Linked DNA regions of Drosophila melanogaster: region 2 is linked to region 1. A link is a contact called in public Hi-C data. All regions are on one chromosome and are shown on one strand. The core of a region is the stretch at or near the end of the contact, and the rest is flanking DNA. Distances in the headings are between cores, read along the strand shown.

The links. Hi-C and Micro-C count contacts between places; a contact is called where the count stands out from the background.
Region 2: a Hi-C map of the Kc167 cell line shows a contact between it and region 1, with 2.6 times the contacts expected there. A contact is called at or near these places in 10 of 107 Hi-C or Micro-C datasets (the D17-c3 cell line, the Kc167 cell line, the S2 cell line and 5 more).

The regions. Positions count from the first base shown.
Region 1 is chr3L:3,237,309-3,241,315 of dm6, forward strand. CG17746 reads right to left here and starts at 2,270. Exons shown (of 4, transcript NM_139537.4): 1 at 2,114-2,270; 2 at 1,304-1,674; 3 at 434-764; 4 at 1-356. The coding sequence starts at 1,585.
Region 2 is chr3L:6,741,200-6,744,914 of dm6, forward strand. It overlaps dikar (dikar,), which reads right to left and starts at 1,965. Exons shown (of 10, transcript NM_001274552.1): 1 at 1,827-1,965; 2 at 716-850; 3 at 503-591; 4 at 1-440. The coding sequence starts at 743. It overlaps velo (veloren), which reads right to left. Exons shown (of 9, transcript NM_206286.2): 9 at 3,227-3,715. The coding sequence ends at 3,440.

The sequences.
Region 1 (4,007 bases), core at 1,020-3,519:
TTCGTCCTTTGCGACTTCATCCTTCGTCGCGTCGCCGGCTTCCTCTTGATCATTGTTAGTCGCCTGGCTGCCATTTCGGCAGCGGGCTATCAGATCGCTGTAGGGACGGCCGTGCAGCAGGCACACCAGCACCACGGTCATATTGTCGCCGCCGAGGCCTCCCATTTGGCAGTCGGGTGCTAGGCAGTGATTCATCAGCTCTTCGCAGATCTCCTCCGGAAACATGCCCATGCCGATGCGCGTGCGACAGAACTCGAGCACTTCCGCGTTGCTCATTACATCCCAAATGCCATCGCAGGCCAGCACGATGAATTCCCAATCGTCCATGATTTTCCGCGTCTCCACGTCCGGGAAGGCTATATAGGCGCACGGAGAACAAGAAACAAGGTGATAATGCTTAACAAGAACAATGGATGGAGATGGTGATTCTCACCTGTGACGATTTGATCTTCCGGTTTTTTGTTCTCATGCTTGAATACATAGTCACCGAGGGCGCGGGAAAGCGCAAGATTGCCGTTGACGCGATTGAACTCAACCCAGCCGCCGCCTTGGATGATCCGCTTGGACTCCGCCTCGTTATTGGGCTTGTGGTCCAGCGACAGGACCTCCAGTTGTCCGTTCACGCAGGCAATGGCGCGCGAGTCGCCTGCGTTGGCGCAATAAAGCTTGTTGTCCTTTACCAAAACAACTACGGCAGTCGAGCCGGCCATCTGGTCACCACATGTCTTGTTGCGTAGCATAACGTAGTCGATGTCCAGAAAGCCCTGCAATTGCATCATATATGAGTCATGAATTAAATAGAATGGCTTGAAGAGCTTTACATGTTCTCAAAACTAGTGAATTTAAATGGCATTACATTTTAGATATCTTTATAAGTTAATCTGTTGTTTATATGTATCTTCAAAAAGTATATGACTTTAATAAACGTGAGACATATAAAGATAAATGTATAGAGGTTTTAACAAGTTGTTTTCATCCCATTACTTATCATTCTTAACAAATCTTTGTGCTGCAGATGAGTAACAATTTGTTGAAATGAGTCGCTTGAATAGAATAGAATAGGTACGTATTGTACATACATACATATATGTGTAATATGTAAAACTTTGGTTTTAAGAAGTGGGTACTACCCTCATATATCCAAGTATCCAATTATCATTTATTTAAGGACATCATCGATACCGTGCATATCCGAAAGAAGACTGCATGTGAGGAGTACATATACATAGGTACTCCAACTGCCTTCAGCGATCTATAAATGTCGCCATTCCCGCCATCTAAAAGTGACTCTGCCGTGACTCACCTGCTGCAGCGCCTGTTCGATGTTGTCGTTGTACTCCGGCCGCTTGAGAACGTACTTGTGCAGGTGCTTGCCGGCGTACTGGGCCACCGTGGCGCCTCCGTGCCCGTCGTAGACGGCGAAGAATGCCGCTCCCGGATCGTCCGGCAGCGAGAGGATGTGGGTGTGCGAGTCCTCCATGTTGATGCGCCACCCCTGCATGCAGGAGCTGCCCACGCGGTAGGCGGCGTTCTGGCAGTACGCTGACTCCTTGGCGGTCACCGGTTCCGATAGAGTCTGACCCATTGCGGCTTGTATGGTGTGCGGTGTGGAGTGTGTTGTGTGGGCTGACTTCTTTGCGGGCGGGGTTAGTGCTATCGATTTACGTCGCTTTTCTGCGGGAAAGAAGACGTACAAGCACACGGGTTAAGTTAATTACGAAACTGACTGCTGCGGAGCGCGGAACGACCGACGGCCGACTGTCAACTTCAGATACGCGTGGGCTCCGGAGATTAGTATATCAGAGGCATAAGCAAACAGACGTGGAGATTTCAGGGCCGGATCGCGATCCGGAATTGGATTCAGCTTGGGTTCAAAGGGCAGGTGATAAATGAGCGTCGATAAGCCGGATATTACGGCTGACGATCAACGTACTTCCTTCGCGTGCTCCCTAATATGTTCACAGTTTGCAGCTTATTTAAACTTATGCAAAACCAGAAAATAAGAACGGAAAACCAGAACAGCAACGGAAAACACGCAAAAAAAACGGAGAGAAGTGGAGAGAAGATAGAAGAGGAGGAGCGGCGCCAAATTAACGATGCGCTGATTACACACCTGGCGTTCACCGTTTTTGCTCCACCCTGCAAAGCGAGTACGCATCAAAGAAAAACTGTTTGGTAAAAAATTATTAAAAACTGCGCGTGTTTATTTTTTTATTGAATTTGTGTTTTGAAGTGTGAACGTGTCTGAAAAATGGTAAATTCCTAACTGCTGTTTACAAACGCATGGTAGTTGACCACACTAATGCCGGTACTGTTCAACACTGGCAGAGTGGCGCCCTGCTTGTGAGTGCGTCTCGACTAGCTTGGCAGCACTGGCGAAAAGCTTTTTGGTTTTGGCGCCTTGATTTGAATTTAAAAAGTTTAAAATCCAAAAAAATATTATTTATGCACCTTAATTGTACAAATAATGAGTGATGTTCTTTTGCCTTTCCATTGAAATTCACATTTCGAATGAATTCTGCAATTCCAATGCAAATTTCACATTATGCGGCTACTCTTTTCCGCTTCTCATTTCGCCTTTTCGTCGTCTTATCTGCTCTTTTATTTTTTTTGTTTAGCTGGCGAGTGCATTGAATTTTGCGAATTTCGCTTTGGGCTTGCGGCAAATATACGAATTCAAGGACAAATGACGTCAGCTAAGCACTTTTTGCGGTTGCCGCTGCTGCTGTTTTGTTGTTGCTCCCATATTGTTGTTGCTTGGGGAATTAAAGCTTGACTGGCATTCGCCGCTGCCAACGCCTCTGCTTTCTATTTATTGTCTTCTTCGTCTTCGTCTCTTTTTTTGGGTTCTTTTGTTTTGCGCTTTTGGCGAGCGCAAAAAATGTATTAAATATTTGCACAGCAGCAGCAAAAGCAAAAGCCACAGAGCAATTTTTGATAAAGAACTAGTGGATGTATTTCAGAGGTCCCTCTCCATTTCCATTTTATTCGCATTATCTTTGGCGCTCTGAAATTGTTTCGGCAAACAAAGTCAATCAGAACTTTGTTGTCGAACCTACATATGTACATACGAATTGGTATCACCCGCCTTTATGCATTTATAAGTAGTACAAATTTGGAACTCAAACAAAGATTAGATAGGAACGAACATACACTTCCATACAACAACAACTATTCTTAAATTATTCGAATTTTGAGGAATAATGTTCGACACTTTATCTAGCTTGGCTTGCTAGAAATCGTTTTTAAATGTGATAATGCACTTAATTTGGCTCAGTGTATTATATCTCTGCCTTTCTTATCGTTCTGTTTGGTCATTGAAAGTGCAAGGCGTCAACGTCGCTGCACGCATTTTATTTCCCAACCTCTAGAACGCACATTTATTATGCATTTAACGTTCCCCGCTGACGACTGCAACTATCGACCCCGCTGCCACCGCCCCCCCCCCTCGCCAACACTCGCCTCTTGCCATTTAAGATTCGCTTTCGCTTCCCCTTTTATTTTAGCGCACTCAGTAAAATTTCCATATTGTTTGTCAACCGCGGATTGCATCCAGGCTCGGTTTCGGTCCCTGAATCGCTCTCCAAATCGGAATCGGAGTTGGAGGCGATCAACAGCTCCATATGCAGTCTGCATGCAAATGCTGCACTTCGGATCGCAGCAACACTGAGCAAAATAATATTAATATAATATATAAAAATTTATTTCATTTATATTATTATTATTTTATTTATAAATTTAAGTTCTTCTTACTTCAAGTGGTAAATATTTTAATCTGGCTTAGTAAATGCCAGTAGATTAAGAATATTAAGTATACGCTTAGGTGGCAACCAAACTAAATGTATCTTTTCTATATATTTCTTCAAAGTCGGGCCTATGGCCACATTATTTTTCCAAGTGTATGTCCCGCTGACGGAAAGGGACTGCGACGGGGGCCGGACAGACCAGGGCCCACAGATATCGTCGTCAGGCAGTTCAATCACATTGCACAAAAGTTCGAGGTCAGT
Region 2 (3,715 bases), core at 715-3,214, 3.5 Mb after region 1:
GAACTGGAGGAGGCCGATCCACCGGTGGCTTTGTCCTCCCGATATAGTCGCGTGCCGTAGAAGTACCAGTAGCCGGAATTCTTGGCGTCGTAGCCCAGAGGCTCCACGCGCAGACTATCCGCCTCTAGATTGCTGAGGATGACCTGCACATCGACGGAGTCCAGGCGAAAGTGGCACAGATCGTGCAGAATGTGCAGGCGCTTGCGCACGGGCAGCGACTGGAAGTCAATGTCCGTGTCGAAGTGGTTCTCGGTCTGGTGCAGGCGACACTGTTGGCGCAGGAAGCGACGCAAGAACATCTGATAGTTGCTGTGTGTGATTTCCTTGGCTACCGTCTGTAGCGCATCGCAGCCCTTGAGCAGGCGCACAATTAACTCGGGCACTAGGGCGACCTGATCCTCATCGCTGGTACCATCGGAGAGCAGCGCCGATTCGAGGTCCTGTGGATGCAGTGCGTTTTTTATGATTGATTCTCTTTAGAAGGTGTTTATCAGTTACTCACCTCGATGTCGATGTCGGGCAGATCAAAGGCAGAACTAAACAATGAACAGAAATGCGAAATACACGGTATCTCCCACCATGATTGAATGTCTGCGAAGAGAAAAACAATGTGATTTAGCAAATTTTTCGGTAACTTGCGACTCTTGTTGTATATATTTCCACTATTATATTGGTTTTGTTAAGTAGGAACTGATTTGGTAAATTTATTGCTCACCTAATAATCCAATGAAAGTAGAAACCATTTATGTATGCTTGCTTATTGGAAACGTTGCTCCTCTGCGGGATTTTATAGATGTCAGTAAGAACAATTCCTGGGCCTCTTTAGTAGCTCTCTGGTGTGGAAGTCGGGCTGCGTATATAATATATATGTATATATAACGTATGTGGTCAGGCGTTAACGAATTAGGCTCAAATTACACGACCGAAAGTCAAAAGGCGGCAAAAAGAGCGAGCGCAGAATTCAGACAAAAAAAATGTGTGCAACATGTGTGTGTGTGTTGGGACACTTGGCGGCGATATATACACAAACATCTGGCTTTATCACTTATCAAACATTCCGATGCACGCAAGGGTCTGGGCAGCGCAGGGGATGGGGATGGGAGTGGGAAGGGTCGAGTGGGTGGACGGTAGGTCAAAAGAAAGTACGCGCGCTTATTTTCACGAAGAGAAAATCAAAACAGACAGCCGACAAGCGGCCAAGGCGTGCGTCAAAGCGGGACGGCACCAGTACATTGAGCCAATAGCCGAACCGCTCACTTTTTCACGTTTGCATGCCGTCCCGCTCCCGCGAATGGGCACTACTATTTTGACTACACTGCACTCGATTATTTTGCAATTATAATGTGCAATTTACACGGCTTTTGGGCAGTTGGTTTTTTTCCGCTTTTCACCGCAAATTGCACGCGATGAAAGGTTATGGTGCGCAGATTTAGTTGGCGTACATAGCAGTTTATTTAACTTCCAATTTTGTGGAGCATGCGCGCGGCGGCTGACGACCGACGGCTTTTCTCCGCCTCCGTTTTTTGCCTGCTGGGCAGTGTGTATTTATTTTTATTAATACACGTATATATATTTTTCAGTTACGTGTGAAAATGTCATTTAACTTTAGAGACGCCCATTTCCCAGTCATCTTTTCTTTCTGCTTTTTCCCCCTCAATTTCTTTTTCCACACACACGCACGCACACACTCGGATGCCAGGGCACACACACACATAGTTGTACGCAGAGGGGCTCCATCTGCCATAAAATATTATTAATTATTTCACAACAATAGCAGCACGCACTAAACAGTTCGCTGCGATCGATTGATTGAACGGCATGCCTACCCGTTTCGATCCCGTTAATCTGGCTATCTGCGCAGACAATACGCGATTCGCGTTTTTTTGCGCTCCTGGTTAATTTTATTTTTCTTCAGCGAGCAGCAAACGCGGCGAAGAAATTATCGTGGCTCTCGATAACTAGTGGTGGTCTGAAATTCGTCAACACGCCAGCCATCGATGGTTCACTAGAGATGCGGCACTCGGGGCAAAGTGGCTCTAAACGATAGTTAATATATTTGTTTTGGATTTAAATTGGTAAATCGACTTTATTTCTTCAAAACGGTTCACCTTTCATATTTTTCATATTAAATAGTTTTCAATTGTGTATTTTAGTTTTAAATTTAAAGTATTTAAGTTTGTAAAACATATATTCAATGAAACTTTAAAATCAGATTAATACATTTTTATTTTAAATATGCTTGCTTTTCCACATAAACACAATTCTGCAGATAAGAAAAGTATTTTAAGATAATTTAATTTTAATAAAAAAATAATTTAATAATTTAATAATCTGCTTGCCAATACATGTATTATGTTTTGTTTTGTTTACTATAGAAGTTTGTAAGCATTAATGCGCAATTTACAACATTCCCCGATTCTATCGATAGATCGATTTCCTTCTTCCGGTCGCTTTTCGCTTGCCATTCGCCTCTCCGCTACCCCTCCTTCAACAGTCTTTTTTTCTTGCCTTCCCACCCCTCCTTTGCGAGAGCAGCTGTGAGTCTAACCTAACTTTTCCGCCGTTAACTACATGGCGGCGTGCTAGTGTGTGTTGTTGCTTCACACGCACAAGTGCGGGTGTGTGCGTGCCAGTCACCATGTAGGTCGTCATGTATGTTCTAAAGTAACTACATGGCATAAATCGCGGGTTGGGGGGCTATCAATTAAAGATTAACCAAAATTATGCAAAACCATCCAAAGCTGCAATTCAAGTTGAGCGCGCATGCAATGTTTGCAAAAGTCTGCAAGCTAATTTATACGAATTTCGGCCGAAATTGCATTCTGTTCAACAACGTGCCTCGGGGAGTCCCACCATGTAGGTGCCATCTACATGGCGATTCTAGCCTACATGGCGAGGCATGCGAAACTGGTTTGGGCAAGGGCGACCACGAAATTTGTTGTAAAATAAAGTGGTGCTGGGAAAGCCTCCCCAAGAACAAACAAGTAACGCACTACTGTAATATAATAAAACCCTTATTTTTGTTATACATATAAATTTAGCTGTTCGAAATTAATAAGTTATTTCAAGATCATTGAAATTGCAAATTAATTCAGGAATTAAACCAAATTATTGTGAATTTATTTTTAAACAAATGACTCCATTTCAAATGACTTTCCAAAAACTATAACAACTTTCTCACTTTTCCCATTAATACTCGCTTAAAAAGTCCAAACACCAGTTTCTTGTATTTCATACATAGTAATTTAGTCTTTATTTATAGTTTTAGTTTAGTGTAGTTTTTTAGAGTCAAACGTTTAGATACATAGAATTGAATAACCGATGTAATGTAATGGCGTATTTACAGGTGGTGCCGCAGCTGTGGCAACTGGAGCAGCGCAGGCAGGTGGGGCATGTGCGCATCCGGATCGCGAGCTCGCAGGGCGAGAATCGTTTGGTGCTACGGCTCTATCTTCCGGATCTTCAGTCCACCGCTGGGCCCACGCGGCCCCAAATGAGCGACTCCGGACGAAACGCCCGTCGTCGTTGCGGCCGCCGTGCTCACCAGCTGGGGTATCAGTGCACCGCCATTACTGCTAGCCTCGCCGTTTCCATTGGTCGGACTTGAGACGGCTCCGTTGTGCAGGCGCCGCTTCAGCACGAATCTTTTACCCGTGGGCGCTGCCGCAGTCGTGGACGCAGGTGCTAACGCGGCGGTTTTCCCTGCCAACGCTGG